3 separate regions of the Sus scrofa genome follow, and regions 1 and 2 are each linked to region 3. Evidence: chromatin contacts called from public HiChIP or PLAC-seq and promoter capture Hi-C data. All regions are on one chromosome and are shown on one strand. The core of a region is the stretch at or near the end of the contact, and the rest is flanking DNA. Distances in the headings are between cores, read along the strand shown. Region 1 holds the start of CHRM1 (cholinergic receptor muscarinic 1). Region 2 holds the start of EEF1G (elongation factor 1-gamma). Region 3 holds the start of TTC9C (tetratricopeptide repeat protein 9C).

Region 1 (3,380 bases), core at 700-3,199, 180 kb after region 3:
ATCTGACAGCTCAGTGAGCAGCTGATCACCTGGGGACAGGACACCGACCGCCTGCAGGAGAGAGTCTGACTCCTTCCGGCCCCTTGGGCCGGAGGCCCCGGGTCAGTCTGGATGGCGCTGCAGGTACATTTTGCAGGCAGAGGGGAACCCCCTCCTGCTGGCACTGATCACCATCAAGTTATCATGTCTGAGTGACCCCATGAAAGCTGCCCAACCCCTCCCCAGCTGCCAGCTCAGGAGCTGGCAACTCGGCAAGAATCAGCTCCTGGCCTCCAGCCCATCCCCACATTGTGGAGTCTGGGGGGGGGTCCTGGGATGGGCACTTGGCATGGGTGCCCATCAGTATCCATGCATTACCTGGTCATGGGACTGAGACCTGTCCTGCGGGAGCCCAAGGTACTCTGGACATGGGAAGGCCCCTCTGGGCCCCTGTACTCATCAGGACCACATTCCCTGGCCAGCATGGTCGTCCGTGTGTCCACGACCCTCTGAGAGCCCTGGAGCTCTTGGCCTGGTCTCCTGCTGGCTCCTGGCCCAGCACCCACCTTGGCATCCGGCTTGTCCATCTGGCCAGCCGCCTGGCTCAGTCCATCTTGGAGGGTCTGGAGGTGGATGGGGCTGGTGGAATTCAGGGTTCCCTGAGGGAGGAGAGGAGGAGGTTTTGGGACTGGCACCCCAATTAGGGGTGGTGGTGAAACTCCCAGAGGATCCTGGTGGCACTGGCTATCCTTTGCCCCCCCCCGCCGTTAGTGGGATTTGGGGGCTCTGCCTGCTACATGGCAGCCTCACCCCTTCTTGGCTCCAGGTGCAGTTTCCTAAGGGGGTCTCCATCTCCTTTGCCAGCTGAACCCCAGAAAAATATTAGGTGTATCTGCTCAAAGCCAGGAGACGGGGTATTTGGAGCAGCCAGTGTCCAATGCTACAGAGCCCCCTTGGTCTCTAGACCGCCCCCCCGCCCCCTCCTCTCTCTGGGGTCCATCCCCATTTCCTTCTAGTCCAGGTCCCTGTCTAGCTCTCAGGATCCTGCTTCTCCTGCTCCCACCTCGGTGGAGCCCCTCCCAGTTCCTCCCAGGGATACTCACCATGGGGCTGGAGAGGGGTCTGGAGGGTCGGCAGCCCCACTGCCTCTCCGGGGCTGATGGCGTCTCCAGGGACCCAAACACCTGGCTCCTGGGGGGAGCTGCGCCCTGTGCTGGCAGCCGGAGAGGCACAGCCAGTGATTGGCATGTCCCACCCCTGGCACGCCAGCCTGGGGGTGGGGGGGAGGGAGGAAGAGAAAGAGAGGGAGGGAGGAAAGAGAGGAAAGGAAGGGAGGGGGAGCTGGAGGGAAGCCTCAGGCAATGTCCGAGGTTGGACCGGGTCCTGGAGCTTGCCCTCCTCCTCCACCAGGGCACCCCATTTGCGCCCTGAGAGAGAGGGGGTAGGACATGAGAAAGATGAGCCCAGGAAGGCTAAAAGTCCAGAACGGGAGAGAAGGCGGATACAGGGAGACAAACACCCACACCCAATGCACACAGACTCAGCGGCACACACACACACACACACACACACACACACACACACACACAGGCACACTGTTTCCCGGGGCTCCTTCCCCCACCCAACCTTAGAGCCCCCAGCCCGTGAGCACCATGCCCTGCCACACACGCACTCCCCGGCATTCACATGCCTGTTTTTTCCCTCGCACACACGCCCTGCCCCCTGCACATGCCCACGCGCCCACCCACCCAACCCCACACCCTGCTCTTCCTCTCTGCTGGGAAGGAGCTCGATTTCTTCTGTTTGGAAATGACACATTGGGCCTCACGTGAGAGGCTCCAACTTGGAACAGACCCAGAGGGCTGGCGCACCCACCCCGGGGCTGAGCAGACGAGCCCCGCGTGCTGGGCTGTGCGCTGTCTTCTGTTCCTGCTGCACAGCCTGGTCGGTGCCTGGTTTGCGGGGATGAGTGGGGGGCTGTGTGCCTGCTCCACGCATTGCTGAGCGTCCCGCACACGTGTGTCCCTGAGTACGCATATCACCGTGCAGCCTGTAGATGCAGGTGTCGCCCTGTCGGTCTGGAGCCAGGACGCGTGTATCTGTATTCGCTGTGTGTCTAAGTGTTGCCCAATCGTGGAACTTGCTAATTCTGACAAGTGAGGCAAGCCTCTACCTCCCTGCCTGTTCCACCCCCAGCTTCCACTTGGAAGACAGACAGACAGGCAGACAGACAGCTCTCCTCCCAGCTTGTCAAATTCTGTCTCTCCTGACTCCCACTCAGGGCGCACAGGTGTGCACCTGGGAAGTGCCAAGCCTGCTCTTCCTCCCCACCTCCCTTAGCCCAGCTGCTTGGCCAGCATCCTACTCCCCCAGGCCGGTTTGAATTTCTGTGTCCTCAGAGACAGAACCCCGGGGGGCCTTTTGCCTTAGAGACCTGAGTCCTGCACCGCCCTCACCTGGCCCTAGAGACCTCCTGGGGAGCTGGCCACAGAGGGCAGAGATGGGGAGGCCACTGCTGGGCTGCTGGGTCCTTTGCTAAAGTCCTAGGGTGGAAGGTAGGCAGAACCAGGACCATCTATGAATCCACACTATATAGATGAGAAAACCCAGGAGCAGAGGGATGCTTAAAATGTGCTGGGCAAGTGGTTGGACTCAGGTCCCGTGGCTCTAAGCCCATGGCTCTGGAATGGGGCAGGGGGTTGGAACCAGCCCCACCACTCGCTCCTCGCTCCTCTTCCCTGGGAACACCCCTTTTCAATCCTAATGCCTGAGGGCAACCTGGGCTTCCTCAGGCTGGAGCCCAGGTGCTGATGGAGCCAGGTGGAGCAGAAACTGGAGTCCCTGGGGCGTGGCCAGCAGCCATCATGCCGCTGGTGGGCACACGTGGCAGGTACATGTGGGGGCATCTCTGCTTCAGGAAGCCAGCAGAGGCTAGAGCAAGCACCCACTCCACCTCCCCACTGAAGTCCAGGACATCCTGCCGCTTGGAGAGGAATCTGAGCAACCCCTCCCGGGCTGGGGTCGATAAGCGGGTCAGAACTCGACCAGTCCCTGCCCGTGGGCACGGACTCTGGCTGCCCCCTGCTGGGCTGTGCTCGGTTTGCGGCGTGCGGCTTGTGCGCGCGGTGCGGCTGCGTGTACTTGTGCGCGTACACGTGGCTGAGTGTGGGGGTGTTAGGTCTCCACGCTCAACATCCATTTCCGAGTCTGAATCAGGCTCTCTCTTTAACCCCCTCCCCCCAGGCTCCTTGGTCTCCCTTTTCTCTTCTCCCACCGCCTCTGCACACGTCCCTTTAGAAATAAAAACACTTATTTTGTAGGCGGGAGAGGAGGGTGTCCAGCTTTCCCTTGCCTCCTCTTGAGTGTCCCTCTCTGTCCCAAAAGGTTTGTTTGCTCCTTAA
Region 2 (2,948 bases), core at 284-2,783, 130 kb before region 3:
AAATAAAAATCTTTTAAAGAATCTTGATATGTAGAAATAAACACACAAAAACCACGGAAAGCTCCCTTTTAACGATGGAGGCCATCTCCAGAGTGACACAACCTCGGTTCTTCTTGGATTCTGAGGACTAAAGTCCCCTCTCCACTTCCCTACTCACCTTACCGGCAGGAAATTTACGGAGAAATTCGGGGGTGTGGTTGGTTTGGCCAAAATGGAAGTGGGGTGGTGCGGAGAGCACGCGGACCTGAGCCCCGCTGTACTGAGCGGCAATGAGGGCTTTGAAGGCCCTCCAGTTTTCAGGATATGTGTACAGGGTCTGCAGGGAGAAGATGGGGAAAACGTTAATGACCAGAAGGGTCCCAGTCCTAAATGCTATCAGAAAATGACTCCCCTGAGCAACCCCAGTCTGCTCCAACTCAACTCTTTTACCCCCTCTGGTGCACCAGATTCTTCAGTATCTGCTGTCGTGTGTAATCAGAGTCCTCCGAAATACCAAACAGAACTACACACCAACTGCTAAATAAAGCTTGTTGACAGAGTTGACCTTCCCTAAGGACGACTCTAGAAGCATTCTCTTCCCCTCAAATACATCTCCAAGAAATCCACAGCTTCTAGCTTCCTCCGACTCCATCTGCTGACATACACACACCCCTCCCTTCCCAGAGCCCTGGTTCATTCATTCACGGTTACCCAGCGCCTGCCTTACTCCACTGCGGAGCCGCTCGCCTTTCAAAAGCATCACTCTTGTTTCCAAGACACACACACCGACCAAGACATTTCCAAGTCCCCCCTCGGAAGAGCCGCCGGAGAGACCGAATGGCATCTTCTCTTCCTAAGTCAACTTGGTCTCCCTATAAAACGATGAGCCATCCCTCCGGTCCTGTCCCGCCGTTGAGTTTCCCTAGTGGTGCCTTGTCTCCTTCTATTAATCTGGCCAGCAGGGTCCAGGTGGTCTGACTCCACCGTCCGGAGGCTCTTCCCGCTCCCAAACCTCCCTGCCGGACGACCCAGAACCTTGGTCAGCCGCACCTGCCCACAAAGACCCTCTTCTTCACTCTGTCCCTGGTGTTGCCCCACAAAACGGTCGCAAAAGTTCTGTCAACCTGCCCGATCCCACGTCTCGAGGCGGCAATGAACCCGAACCCCTTTCTCAGTCCCCAGACGGCCAGGATCCGGCATCCCTTTTCTCCTCTACCCCAGACCCTTCCACCTCTTTGGCCTCCGAGAGCCCCAGCCTCAGTTCCCCTCCGGGGCCTGGAAGCCCCTCTCTCTAATAGTACGGTCTCTAGACCCAGGATCAGTTCCCCACTCGGCTCCAAAACCTCTATGACACTGCTGGCCCTACTGAGGCAGCGGATGGCGTCGGATACGGTGACCTGGATCGCCAGAGCCGGCAAACTTACCCCGGCCGCCATGGTGATTCCGCAGAGAAAGGGGGTGGGGCTCTCTGCGCTGCCGCAAAGTAAGCCGTCAGGGAGAGAAGGGAGGGGGGAAGGGGAGAGCCGTGGAGAAACAGCAGCCGTAAAGCGAGGACGGCATAGAGGGCATACGCACGACAGTTCGGTGTCCCGCGGCCGCTGAATGGAAAAAGAAGGGGGTGGGGCCTGCCGGCTAGCGCGGAAAAAGCTCGCGCCTGCGCAGTGCGGCATGGCCAATTCGCGTCCTGAGGTGGCAGCAGAAGGCGCGGAGGGAGGCGGGGACTGTGAGAACGAGCTGGAAAGCCGCCCCTTAGTAGCAACGTGGCACAGCTGCCAGCCCAGCGTCGCGTTCCTTGAAGCTCGAGGTAATTTGATGGCGCCAGATCCCTAACATCGTGATTGTGTGACATTCACAGGAGCGGAAACAACTGCGTGGAGGTCTCGGGGTGCCACGTTCTTTCTAAAGAAGTTATACATCTAACCGGAAGCCAAGTCTGAAACCCTCTGTAAAAGTGAGGGGTTTTGGGGATATTTTTTCCCATTAAACTACTTTGAAGCTCAGGGATGCTATTACTGCAAGGAGGGCACCAGTCCTCGGACTGTGACAGGGGAGGGACTGAGGGAGAACACAGCCACATCCCCTCTACCTCCTGTCACCCCGGAGGGGCTGACAATTCATTTGGTATGTGGCTCTCTACCCATGCTCAGATCTGAAAATCCTTCACCCAATTTAAGAACAGGATGCGCATTCCCTGGTGGCCTAGCATTGGTTAAGGATCCAGCATTGTGACTCCTGTGGCATGTGTTGGATTCTATCCCTGGCTCAGGACCTTCCACATGCCCAGGGCTCAGCCAAAAAAAAAAAAAAGAACTGGAGTTCCCATCGTGGCTCAGCAGACACCAGTCTGACTCGTATCCATGAGGACGCCTGTTTGATCCTGTCCTTGCTCAGTGGGTTGATCTGGCGTTGCTGTGGCTGTGGTGTAGGCCGGCAGCTGTAGCTCCGATGAGACCCCTAGCCTGGGACCTCCATATGCCACAAGTGCGGCCCTAAGCAGACAAAAAAAAAAAAAGAAGTAGATGAATTCTTCTGAAAAGTGAGAGAATGGATGGAGAACTCTGAACCAGTTATTTCAAACCCTGGCACCATTCATAAATCTGGGCAGCAAGGTAACACTTTCTTCCGGGCACTGCTCAAGCCACCCACCCAATACTCCATCTTTCAAGAACTCTACTGAGTGGGCTCAAGGTGCCAGACACATACTCATCCTGGGCACACCCTCTAAGTTGTGATAAGTGGTATGAAGGAAACAGGTTGAGAGACCTACGAGTCTAGGGTGGCAGGAGAAGGTACCTCTGAGAGGTAAAGTTTGGGTGGAAGGAGTATTGGCGGGAGGAAATTACAGAAGACCGTAGCATTTATTAAACTAGCAGCTTTATTGCCCTTCAGGCCCCCTCTTCACTTGAGGAGATGTCTAAGTGCTTGAGGGAGGAAAACCTGTAAGAAATGATGGAGATCAGGGAACAGGC
Region 3 (3,264 bases), core at 475-2,974:
CCCAAAATGCAAAAGGCTAAGTGTACACCAAATACACAAAGTTGTCCGTCCATCTACTAAGAGGGAAGATTAAAATTTAATCATAAGCATTCAGACAAGGTAAAACTCCTAGCCAAGTAGCATTAATTAATTTATCCTAAAGGCTCTAGATCATGATTTTCTCTTCAGCAGTTAACTATTAAACTTGACACCCTCACACCACAGGCTGCTGAAGCGGGAGCTGCTGCTAAAGCAGGAGTAAGGTTAGATTTCCCGATTTCCTGTGTGGCTCAAACTCTAGTAAAGAGCTTCTAGGATGGAACGAACTTTGACGAACTTAGCTCATTGCTTAATATTTTTAGGACGGAAAAAAATCAATAGTTAGGTAGCCCAAAGGCCGAAGCCTCCAACAGTCGGTCTGGCTGTCCGTGTAATCAACAATTCCTCGGCGCACACTCGGTTTAGAAAAGATAACCAGCGCCGCGGGAGGCTGCTCCACAGGTAGCTCGTAAACAGTTCGCATGCAAAACCTCTTACTTGCATCCACTACCACCAAGCAACCAAGTCAGGCAGGAACCTCCCTCCTGCAGAGAGAGGAGCCCCAAGAGGTAGCCAAGCCCCCCAGAAAGGTGGGCTGAGAGAATGAAAGCCACCTCCCCGGGGGAGTCCCACCAAAAGGCGATGGGAATTGGACCCCGCTGTGCCAGGCTTGGTGCTGGGTCAGGGGCGCACCCGGCAGGTTGGAGCCGGGCTCCGCTGCCAGCTCCTCACCCTGTTCCTCCGCGGCCTTGTCAGCCGGCGCCTCGGATCCCGGCGTCTCGTCCCCGCTCCGCTCCTCCGGTTCCTCTTCCTCCCCCTTGACGGTGCCCTGCTCTTCGCCACCATTTACCCCACCTGACCCGGCCGTGGCCTCCTCCGCTGGTTTCTCGGAAGCATCGGACTCGGCCACGGCCTCTGTGGCTGCGGCCTCCGGGGGCTCCGGCGGCGGCTGCGCGGCCTCGTCCGAGGCCTGGGCAGGGGGTGGCTCTTCGTCCTCGTCCTCAAGCAGCGCCTCCTCGTCCTCCTCCTCCTCCTCTTCGTCCTCCTCCTCGTCCCCGCCCGGGCCGCCGCCCGACGCGGCCACAGGCCGAGGCTCCGCCTTGCAGGCCCCACCGGGCCCGGCCCCGCCACCGCCGGCCTCGTCCTCAAGCATCTCGGCGTCAAGCGCCTCCTGCAGCCGCTGCGCCAGATCCACCTTGAGGCCGCGCGAGTCCAGGCCCCGCCGCTGCAGCTCCGACCGCAGCTCGGTCACTTTCAGCCGCTTCACCTCCATCGCCGCCGCCGCCTCCTCCGCCTCCCGCCGCCTCCTCCCCTGCGAACCGTCGACCGAGCCCGACCGCGCAGGCGCCGCCGCCGCCCGCCTCCGCCTCACGCGCCAGCACTGAGCCCGCGCGGGCGAGCGCACGCACGTACGCACGCAGGCAGCGAGGACCTCGCGCAGCCTCCGCTATGTAGTGTTTGTTTCTTCCGTCTGCTCCCTCCCCTTTACAGCCCTCGGAGCCCAAAACAACGCAGCAGGAAGCTGCTTCCTTTCCAGCCCCCTCGGTTCCCCTCCGGCGGGTGGGCGCGCGCGGAGAACCACAGACTTCCCTTCTCCTTTACCTCCCGCCCCCTCTCACCCCTGAGCCAATCGCCGCCGGTGTCTTCACAGCGCAGCCTCACCGGAGCCGGAGTCGGGAAAGGTTGGCTTTGGCTCAAGTGCTTCGTAGCACTCAGGCGTGTGCCCACCGGTCTCTCCGTACTTTGAGCCCCGGGCTCCGCGCAGTGGGTGGGAGCTCCCTCGCCACATGGCCCTCACACCCTGTCGCCACCCTTACTCGCGTCTGACCCGATCACACTGTCGTCGTAGTGCTTGTTCTTTAGTCTGTGTCCTACTGTCTATATGTGCAGCCACTTCTTGAGACAAAGGAAGAAAAGGCAGAAGGGAAGCAGGGAAGCTCTTGCAACGTGAACTCCTACTAGCAATTATGTTTCTGGTTAGTCAACGCAAGGGCTCTCCAAAACCGAGGAATACAGTAACCTCGGGCCCTCGTCTTATTTCAACTCTTAAACTTCTACCTAGCAACAGACACCCTCGCCTCGCTTTATTGGCCAACTTGAATCGTCATCTGCAATTCTGATTGGTCATCCGTGATCGTTCAGCTTTTTTTTCAATTGGCGAAGCTGACGGGAGATTTCCCCCCACACACACCCTCGGGTTGGTCGGCCAGGGAGGCTGGGGAGGCGGAGTCGTTTATGCAGGATTACTTTTCCGAGGCTGCTCCTGATTGGACGGCATGGCGCAACGCGCGCGACCTTTACACACAAACTATCCGGAGACCAGACCCTGTCCTCTCCGTGCTCCGGGATCGTAAACCGAAGCTCAGGGCGTGGGGGGGCAGGAGAGACTTTGGGCTCGGCCATTTGTAAGGAGCGAGAGGCTGGCCGCGGGACCTGGGGCACTTGCAGCTGAGCGGCGCTGCGGCCGCGTCACCGTTGGCTTGTGGTTACGGTGCACTGACCGCATTCACCTTGGTTCCCCAACTCTTGGCCCAGAGGCCAACAGCTGCTGGTGCAAACAAAGAGCTGGGAGGGAGGCAAGCCCCCTAGACCTCTTTTAGGAGTTGTCCCCGCCCACTCCCTTCCACTTCCAGGTCGGGGGGCGGTTGTTCAAAGGAAAGGAGGAAGTAAATTCCGCCGGCGTTCCCACGCTGGCCACAATTCCTTAGTATGGCTTTCGCTAATTCATGCAATCACTTCGTCCCGGAATCACCTCTTTAGGAAATCAATTTATCTGTGGCTTTACTATTTCCACATCCTCTCCCTGTCCTTCATTTCTAGAGATTGAAAAATACCTGCAGAGAAGAGAGGAAGAGGCTGCAGTAGAATCAAGCAAACCTCATTCCCTGAGAGGCCTCCGGGAGAAGGATAGTTTCCTGCTTCTTCAAGTCGGCTACCAAAATCGGTTATTTCGCGCCTATCCCCACAGCTTCGGAATTGCTTCCCCATTCCGCAAGAGCACGGGGTGACAAAGTTATGGAGAAGCGCCTGCAGGAGGCCCAGCTATACAAGGAGAAGGGGAACCAATGTTACCGGGAAGGGAAATACCGGGATGCTGTGAGTGGATACCATCGAGCTCTGCTTCAGCTGCGGGGTCTGGATCCAAGTATGCCCTCCCCGATTCCTAATCTAGGACCTCAAGGCCCGGCCCTCACACCTGAACAAGAAAACGTACTGCATACTACCCAGACAGACTGCTACAACAAC

The links. Promoter capture Hi-C pulls out the DNA fragments that hold promoters and counts their contacts. HiChIP or PLAC-seq counts read pairs in DNA pulled down with a chosen protein or histone mark.
Region 1: a contact with region 3 is called in a promoter capture Hi-C map of fetal liver, with 3 times the contacts expected there. The contact joins the promoter of CHRM1 here to the promoter of TTC9C in region 3. A contact is called at or near these places in 2 of 5 promoter capture datasets (fetal liver and liver), 2 of 47 Hi-C or Micro-C datasets (embryonic fibroblasts and epiblast stem cells) and 2 of 2 datasets of contacts at active chromatin or transcription factors (alveolar macrophages and skeletal muscle).
Region 2: an H3K27ac HiChIP or PLAC-seq map of alveolar macrophages shows a contact between it and region 3. The contact joins the promoter of EEF1G here to the promoter of TTC9C in region 3. A contact is called at or near these places in 1 of 5 promoter capture datasets (fetal liver) and 2 of 2 datasets of contacts at active chromatin or transcription factors (alveolar macrophages and skeletal muscle).

The regions. Positions count from the first base shown.
Region 1 is chr2:8,857,334-8,860,713 of Sscrofa11.1, reverse strand. It overlaps CHRM1 (cholinergic receptor muscarinic 1), which reads right to left and starts at 1,949. Exons shown (of 5, transcript NM_214034.1): 1 at 1,855-1,949; 2 at 1,083-1,249; 3 at 546-638.
Region 2 is chr2:9,161,805-9,164,752 of Sscrofa11.1, reverse strand. It overlaps EEF1G (elongation factor 1-gamma), which reads right to left and starts at 1,533. Exons shown (of 11, transcript XM_005660798.3): 1 at 1,404-1,533; 2 at 158-316. The coding sequence starts at 1,415. It overlaps TUT1 (speckle targeted PIP5K1A-regulated poly(A) polymerase), which reads right to left. Exons shown (of 10, transcript XM_005660796.3): 10 at 2,835-2,948. The coding sequence ends at 2,878.
Region 3 is chr2:9,033,018-9,036,281 of Sscrofa11.1, reverse strand. TTC9C (tetratricopeptide repeat protein 9C) reads left to right here and starts at 1,724. Exons shown (of 4, transcript XM_005660786.3): 1 at 1,724-1,994; 2 at 2,839-3,264. The coding sequence starts at 3,034. HNRNPUL2 (heterogeneous nuclear ribonucleoprotein U-like protein 2) reads right to left here and starts at 1,613. Exons shown (of 15, transcript XM_005660783.3): 1 at 751-1,613. The coding sequence starts at 1,291.